3 separate regions of the Mus musculus genome follow, and regions 1 and 2 are each linked to region 3. The links are chromatin contacts, called in public ChIA-PET and promoter capture Hi-C maps. All regions are on one chromosome and are shown on one strand. The core of a region is the stretch at or near the end of the contact, and the rest is flanking DNA. Distances in the headings are between cores, read along the strand shown.

The links. Promoter capture Hi-C pulls out the DNA fragments that hold promoters and counts their contacts. ChIA-PET counts read pairs in DNA pulled down with a chosen protein or histone mark.
Region 1: a contact with region 3 is called in a promoter capture Hi-C map of liver, with 2.5 times the contacts expected there. The contact joins two enhancer-like sites. A contact is called at or near these places in 4 of 39 promoter capture datasets (3T3-L1-derived adipocytes, liver and stem cell-derived epiblast-like cells), 4 of 484 Hi-C or Micro-C datasets (adipose-derived mesenchymal stem cells, brain and embryonic stem cells), 13 of 115 datasets of contacts at active chromatin or transcription factors (the 230-238 cell line, bone marrow-derived macrophages, cardiomyocytes and 4 more) and 3 of 9 other capture datasets (adipose tissue, embryonic stem cells and liver).
Region 2: a contact with region 3 is called in an H3K27ac ChIA-PET map of liver, with 4 times the contacts expected there. The contact joins two enhancer-like sites. A contact is called at or near these places in 2 of 484 Hi-C or Micro-C datasets (liver and nephron progenitors) and 3 of 115 datasets of contacts at active chromatin or transcription factors (embryonic stem cells, fibro-adipogenic progenitors and liver).

The regions. Positions count from the first base shown.
Region 1 is chr1:86,711,805-86,714,504 of GRCm38.p6, reverse strand. All of the region lies in intron 1 of Dis3l2 (DIS3 like 3'-5' exoribonuclease 2), which reads right to left. Among named protein-coding and RNA genes, the nearest start is that of Dis3l2, 9.4 kb to the right of the region's middle. Within about 2 kb of position 1,269, at least 9 of the 459 cell types and tissues checked have an H3K27ac peak or open chromatin away from gene starts, as enhancers often do. A contact at or near this core is called in liver, where this site is marked.
Region 2 is chr1:87,018,798-87,021,497 of GRCm38.p6, reverse strand. Dis3l2 (DIS3 like 3'-5' exoribonuclease 2) reads right to left here. Exons shown (of 21, transcript NM_153530.2): 14 at 381-460. Among named protein-coding and RNA genes, the nearest start is that of Gm28375, 47 kb to the left of the region's middle. Within about 2 kb of position 1,382, at least 5 of the 459 cell types and tissues checked have an H3K27ac peak or open chromatin away from gene starts, as enhancers often do. A contact at or near this core is called in liver, where this site is marked.
Region 3 is chr1:86,877,700-86,880,399 of GRCm38.p6, reverse strand. Dis3l2 (DIS3 like 3'-5' exoribonuclease 2) reads right to left here. Exons shown (of 21, transcript NM_153530.2): 9 at 1,824-1,997. Among named protein-coding and RNA genes, the nearest start is that of Gm41909, 49 kb to the left of the region's middle. Within about 2 kb of position 1,274, at least 4 of the 459 cell types and tissues checked have an H3K27ac peak or open chromatin away from gene starts, as enhancers often do. A contact at or near this core is called in liver, where this site is marked.

The sequences.
Region 1 (2,700 bases), core at 20-2,519, 170 kb after region 3:
GAAAACACATGGTGGGACTCATGGCTCTAGCTGCATATGTAGCAGAGGATGGCCTAGTCGGTCATCAGTGGGAGGAGAGGCCCTTTGTCCTGTGAAGGCTCTATGCTCCAGTGTGGGGGAATGCCAGGGCCAGGAAGGGGGAGTGGATGGGTTGGCGAGCAGGAGGAGAGGGGGAAGGGATAGGGGGTTTTCAGAGAGGAGACTAGGAAAGGGGATAACATTTGAAATGTAAATAAAGAAACTATCTAATTAAAAAAAAAAAAAAAAACTCGGGCTGGTGAGGTGGCTCAGTGGGTTAGAGCACCCGACTGCTCTTCCGAAGGTCCAGAGTTCAAATCCCAGCAACCACATGGTGGCTCACAACCATCCGTAACGAGATCTGACACCCTCTTCTGGAATGCCTGAAGACAGCTACAATGTACTTACATATAATAAATAAATAAATCTTTAAAAAAAAAAAAAACTCTACAAAGAACTCCATCTGTATTTTCCATCTCTCCCTGCACAGCTCACATGCTATGTTTCCACTGGATATTAACACCTATCTCTAGAAAACAGTAATCTCTAGAGAAGTACATCCTCACTCTTCAGTGATTGCCAGGTTTTGGTCTCTACTTCTTCTTTACTTTCAAGTTAAAGATTCTAAAAGAGATTCAAAATGGTTCCCAGTCTCTCAAGGCCTTAAACATAGTGTAGTTGTTCCTTGGAACACTGGTTCCAAGACCCTTGTGGTACCAAAATCCAAAGATGACCAAGTCCTTTATATTAAATGGGACTGTATCTGTGTCTATGCCCATCCATCTATACACTTAAACTATCTTCGATATGGTTCAGTCAGTAAAGCACTTATCCTATAAGCACAAGCAATTGAGCTCAACCCCAGAACCCAAGGAACAAGAGCAGGCATACTAGCTGGCACTTGTAATCCCATCATGGGAGACACAAACACAGGATCCATCCTTGACACTCACTGAACTGCCAGACTAGCCTAGTTGGCAAGTTCCAGGCCTATAAGAGACTATCTCAAAGGAGATGGGTGGCCTCCCTGTGTATGATACCAGAGGTTGTCCTCCAGCCACCACACAAACATGCATATATGTGCACATGCATGCACATGCACACAAAGAGAACTATATTTAAACACACGCATACTTGCATGTGAGAAAGTTATGTAAGTTCTGTGCAAATTGTGTACTGAGGACAGAGTAAGAGCCCACACCTGCTCCAGTGCAAATGTGACTGTAATGACCTTTGATCTGCTGTCATTGAATCGTTACATATTGACCCCATGGATACTGAGGACAATTGTACTTTGAACAAGCTTAAGCCAGTTCTCAGAAGTGAAGATCTATGGTTTCTTCCTTAACTCTGAATCTCTACTCTCTTCTAGGAGCTTAGACTCCATTTCATCAACTCTTGAGACTCTTAACAGCGCATTCTTCCTCGGGCCTCAGACACATCTGTCTTTGTGAGACTTCTCTCTCTGACAAATTTCAGGTTCTCAGTCAATGAAAATCAGTGCATAGCAGAACCACATTTACTCCAACCATTCCTCATCATGAGTCCCTCACATTAGCCCCAGTTTCAAACTATAGAGCTTCTAAACCACTACCACCTAACCCACCAGGAGCTACCCTGTCTGCAGGAACAAGGAGAGTGCTATGACTGTACAGATGAATGTCTCCCAAGGAGCCTTGCGTCATTAGGAAATGGCCTAGGAAAGGGTCTTATGTCACTGGTGATGAGCCCTGGAAGGGGGTAATGGAATCCTAGCCTCTTTCTGCTTCTTTCCTTTGCTCTCTGGTCATGGCATATCCAATTTAGTTTGCCACGTACTCCCATCACCATGTGACCTCACCACAGGCCCAAAGCAACAGAGCTATAGTTCATCATAGAGACTGGATCCCAAAACTATAAGGCAAAATAGGTTAGTCATCTCAGATACTGTGTTACAGTAACAGCTGACTAACACAATGTAAGCTGAAGTCCTAACCCTGAAGCTTCTCAGCATGTAACTTTATTTGGTTTCTGAAGAAATAATTAGTTAAAATGACATCATATAAGAGTGGGGGCATACCAAATAACTGTTGTCTTTATAAAAAGGAAAATTTTGAACACAGACACACTTGCAGAGATAACATCACGTGAAGATTAAGGCAAACATCAAAATGGTGTGTCTAAAAGCCAAAGAATGCCTGAGATTGCCAGCAACCTCCTGAAGCTAGGAGAGGGCGAGATGGAACAGTTTCTTCATAGCCTTCATGAATCAACTCTGCCAACACCTGGATGTCAGGCTTCTGGCTTCCAGACCTTTGAGCAATACATTTCTGTTGTGTAAGCCATTTAGTGGTACACTGGACTCTCCAAATCCAAAGGTTTGACCTTGGTGGATTTAACCAATACAGATAAAAAGAACCAAGAAAAAAATGCTGAATATGCATACATTTTTTCCTTGTCATTATTCCCTAAACAATACAAGAGATACTATAACTAACCTAGAAGTGATTTCAAAAGGATATTCACAGGTCACATGAAAATACAGTGTTCCATATAAGGTACCTAAACATCAGCACAATCTTCCAGGCTCTTGGAGCTACAGAAACAAAAGGCTGGAGAGGTGGCTCAGCAGCTAAGAACACTTGTTGCTCTTAAAGAGGACCTGAGTTTAGTTCCCAGAACCCACAAACTAGCTCACAACCA
Region 2 (2,700 bases), core at 133-2,632, 140 kb before region 3:
ACAGGGGCTTTCTGTATACCAGGCTATCTGACCTTCAAGGACTCTCTTCTCTCTTTCTCACATTTCACCGTAGGAATACTGGGGTTACAGACTTGTGCTATTGAACCTGGCTTTATGTGGGTTCTGGGGGTTAAAACTCAGGTCCTTACACTTTCACAGTACGTGCTTTGAGCCATTGCTCTAGCCCTCTATACAAGTTCCTTTCTATTATATTTAAGGTCAAAAGAGACTTTTGGGGTGGATATTTTGTATGTGTGTGCCAGACATTTTCTCACATGTAGCAAAAATGTTGAGCACCCCTGTAAGGGAAGCCCGAGTCAGAAAGCCTGCCCCAGCTGCTCAGCAAGTAGGCGATGCTTTCCCCTGAGTGAGTGGCTTACTTGTTGCTGTCTCGGTACTCATAGATGTGACATCCTTGAGGCAGTCCAGTCTCATGGTCCAGAGTAAAAGCAAGCTTCAGCTAAACAAAGAGAAAAGAAAAACCAGTGAGTTTGGGCTCAACGGAGGGAGAATCAAACAAGTCAGCTCCCTGCAGTGGATGTGCTGTGGAAACGCCAACCTCTCACTGTGGCAGAGTCCTGTCACTGGAGCTCTGCCATCCACAGGTACTGCCACCAGGGGCATCTTATGCACTGGCCATGTAATTCGTACTCGGAAAGCACATTTATACCTGCCTCTGAGCTAGCAGAGGACACAGGAGCACTACAGCAGTGGGGTCACCTTTGTGGAGCCTGCTGTCTGTCACAAGAGCAAACCTCTATTGTAGGGAACAGCCAGGTATATGTAGAAGTTTGAACTGAAGAGGGTTCTTGGAATCTTTATGGGAGGCAAAATGTAACTTACCATGTTTCTAGAGAAGCAAATGAGCTGACCCAGGCAGAACAGGGCTGTGGGAAGGAGGGGTGATGAGCCCACAGGTGAGGGAACAGACAGTTGTCTTGGGCAGAAGTCACAGCATATACACAGGTCCTGAGCAGGAGCTGCAGGAACTGAAGGATGGCCAGAAGCTGGGTCCAATAGCTACAAGGATCACAGTGGGTGGTTCACTGTGGAAGGAAGGCCAGGCAAAATATGCATGGCACTCTTGGCTATATTGGACTCTGACCTTTGCTTTAACTACAAAGGAAGGATCGTGATCTGCTCTAAGAAAGGGGTGGATGATGTCACCACAGTTCAGTTTGGGAAGACCCTTTTAGCTGGCTACTGTGCTGTCTGAAGGAAGAGGAGAGAAATGGGAGCCTACACAGGGCTGTTCCTAAGGGAATGGGAGTGGAGACCAGAGGGCAGGTAGGCAGGATGAAGAGAAATGGACACTCGGGAGATCTAAGTGGCAGTGAGTTTTAGAAGTAGAATCAACAGCTGATGGATATGGTGACAAAGGAGAACCAAGGTTCAAGGTTTGATTTGAACAACCAGTTAGGTAAATATTACACTGTGGGGGAAAGAAGGGAGTTCAGAATTAGGTTAGGAGCACACTGACTTGGCGACCCTGTAAGTGAAGATGAAAAGACAACCTGCTGAGTCCTGGTTTCTTTTGGGACTCTGGCAAGGAGACCTCAGGTGAACACAGGGCTTCATAGGGCTCAGGCAGGTTTACTACCTGTCTTACTGGAGCCCAGGGCTCAGGGAGCTTGAGCATTTCCAATGTGGAGCCAATTACTATCTCCAAAAATTCCATGGACTTTTAACTCATTAGGGAAAATTTAGCTACATTAAGTACATGAAAGGGGGATACGTTATTATGATTTTTTCCCCTGTAGGGTTATTAACACAACTAATGATTTGCACCATTAGATACTGGACAATTTTTCTCTCCCTCAGAGCAAAGCACACTCTTGGGAATGGTCTGTCCTCTTACTGACCCAGATGAACACTCAAACTAGAAACAAATGCTTCTTTACCACAACAAAGCCAGGAACTTCACTGGAGTCAAAGGCTTTTCTTACAGATTATACCTTGGCTCTAAGCAGGCCTCTATTTCAGTTAAATTAAAAAGAATTTAGTTCAGCTACTATGGAAATCAGTGTGGAGGCTTCTCCAAAAAGAAGAAAGAAAGAGAGGGAGGGAGGGAGGGAGGGAGGGAGGGAGGGAGGGAGGGAGAGAGAGAGAGAGAGAGAGAGAGAGAGAGAGAGAGAGAGAGAGAGAGAGAGAGAGAAAATAGCACTATCCTATGATCCAGTTCTACCACCTCTGGACATCTGTCTGAAGGGAGTACAAAGTCAGCACAACACAGACATCGATCTGTACCAAAGCAGTTTTCATGGCACTTCTACAGAACCAGTCTAGATCCCATCAAGGGAAGAAGGGATACAGAAAATGTGGTACATACGCACAGTGGAGTTTTATTCAGCAATAAAAAGGAATGAGAGCTGGGGAGAATGCCAAGTGGTTAAAACACTTTTTGCATAAGTATGAGGACCAGAGGTGGCTCCCCAGAACTCACACACATGCCGAGAATTCCTATCCCAGAGAGGAAAGAGGGGATCTCTAGTGCAAGCCGGCTTGAAAGACTCGCCATACTAGTGAGCCCTGGACGTGATGGGAGACTGTGCCTCAGAGAGAAACGTGGAAAAGCAGCTGAGGGTGACTGCCAAGCCTCTGCATGCACACACCCACCAAACATGCACCACACATGTATAAGCACAGGAAAATGAAATAAGAAACAAGAATTAAAAAATTGTCATTTGAAAATTTGACATT
Region 3 (2,700 bases), core at 25-2,524:
GTCACATGATCTGCAGTTTCTTCTTTCACTTAACAGTATTTGATGGTCTCCTCTCTAGGACAGACAATATGGATACAGTCACTTTTTTGCATAGCTGTAGGTAACATCATCATAGGGATGGGTAGACCATAGTTATTAAACCATTCCATTACTGATAGACTCAGCAGTTTTTACAGTAAAACAGCAATGAAAATCTTGGCTCATAAACCTTTGAATACTTCACTCAGTAAGATACATTTCTGTAAACAGAATTTGGGGGTAAAAAGTACATTGAAAACTAAATAAGCACTAAATTAGACTTCAAAAATAATGATTATTGTTTGAATTTAATCATTCCTTGATAATTTTTCTTTTTTTTTGTTTGGTTTTAGTCTCTTTTCCCACTTTTTAAATTCTTTGACACTCTCCTTTAAGAATACATCATACCCAGCCTAGAGGTCTTTTGTTTTCTGAGGCAGGATTTTACCATGCAGCCTAGCCTGGTCTACAACTCACTGTGGAGCATCCTGGATCTCCTGCCTCATGCTCCCAAATCTGTGTCACCACATCTGGCTTCATCAAGTTTTTTATATAGTCCTAAATCCAGGAAAAGATCTCAGTAAGCTCTCAATTGTGCAACAAAGGCTCCAGAAGGTCCAGGTTCAGGGTCCAGAGGAGATAACCCCTATGTGTTACGCAGTAACATCCAGGAGCACACTGTGCCAAATGAACTGAAATCCATGTGTTTCTATCAGCCACACTGAAGGGTAGGAAGGGATTATTATCTCATTTTCTTCACACACTCTCAGCAAGAAAAGCAAAAAACAGACAGTACGTTCTCAAAAGATACAATGCCTGAGAGGGCAGAAAAGGACCCTCAGACTGGACACTTGGAGCTGAAGGCACCATAAGTTCAGCTACAAAGCAAGCAAGTGTGGTGGAAAGACACTGACACGGGATAACCTCAGCAAAAACCTTCCACAGCCTCCGTGGTGGGGTGTATGAAAACTTTCTTGGTTCTAAGTATCTCCATGTGGCATCCAGAATGAATGCCAGTACTGAAACCAAATTCTGAAGAGAAATATCAGAAAAGAACTAACATCCCACAATGAAGAAACATCTTCAAAGAAGATGTTGTTATAAAAATACCACAAAAGTACTTTCCAATAAATTCCAGACCTAAAAGTAAAGCTTTAAAATGAGCCTCCAAGCACAAGGTCCTGAATCCTCTGCTATGTGCCTAGAGAGGCCCACTTAGAGGAAGCACTTCTAAGCAGATAACACTGCCTTTCTGTCATGAGACTGGGGTCCAGCAAGGAGAAGAGACTAGGTAAAACCACCTGCAATCTTTTGAAATTAGAATGGTCTAGAACCATTCTAGAAACAAATGTTTGCAAAATGTTTGCAAAAGAACAAAGGGTCAACATTTTAAGGCAACACAAATGTTGCAATAACTTTGAAGTTGTCATGAAGAATGTCATGGTTGAGCAATATATAAGCAAAGAACCATATATAGTTGTATTCTACTGCAATGTGACTAAACACAGAATTATGAATCTCATATCACTTTAGGAAGATTAGTAACTATTCATAGCTATTAATTATTGCTGACAGTTTTCAAATCATTAAAATCTGAAATCCATCTTCAGTTGATGAGCTCAAGTGGTGGGCTGGATTTAGCTGGTAATCCGTCACTTGCTGACCTCTGGTACAGAAGCACCAGACTTTCAACTGAATCCAAACAGTGGATAAAAGAAGGAAATATCTTAGCTCGACCCCTAGAAGAAACATCAGGGGAGAAGACAGAGCAGGAACAGCTGTTCCCAGGTGTTCCCCATGTTTACCTTAGGTCTCTTCTCTTGCCCACCTCATCAGGTGGGATTGTCCAGGGCAGGCTTTGAGGGAGACATTCAAGAACTTCTGAAGAGAAATCAGAGAAGTCCACACCATATTCTGTCAGTATCCCTTCTGTTTCAGGCTCGATTTCACCAGCCTGCCCAAGACTCTTAGCCAGTTGCCTGTGGACAGAGCAGAGAGTGGACAATGAACTGTATTAGTGAATAAATAAATAACATGTAGGTCTCTGTCTCTTTTCTAAAATAAGTTAATATGAAAATCCTCATGAAGGCTACGACTACAGTACAAATGTACATTCCGGAGAGATTTTCTGACCAGAGGAAGAAGGGCAAAAGGCAGAACTTCTTGGAACTCCTGCAATTTTACTCATGGGGAAGTCAACATTGGTCCTCACATGCCCTTGTTTTTTTTTTTTTTTTCCATTTTTTATTAGGTATTTAGCTCATTTACATTTCCAATGCTATACCAAAAGTCCCCCATACCCACCCACCCCCAATCCCCTACCCACCCACTCCCCCTTTTTGGCCCTGGCGTTCCCCTGTACTAGGGCATATAAAGTTTGCGTGTCCAATGGGCCTCTCTTTCCAGTGATGGCTGACTAGGCCATCTTTTGATACATATGCAGCTAGAGTCAAGAGCTCCGGGGTACTGGTTAGTTCATAATGTTGTTCCGCCTATAGGGTTGCAGATCCCTTTAGCTCCTTATGCCCTTGTTTTTGACAGTCTGATTACATATCCAGGATGCTCTCCAACTGGGAATTCTCCTGCCTCAGCTTCCCAAGTACTGGGATTATAGGCAGGTGCCATCATGTCAAGCTCCAAAGTTGCTATTGTGAAATGTCTACATGGAAGCTTTTGGAAAAC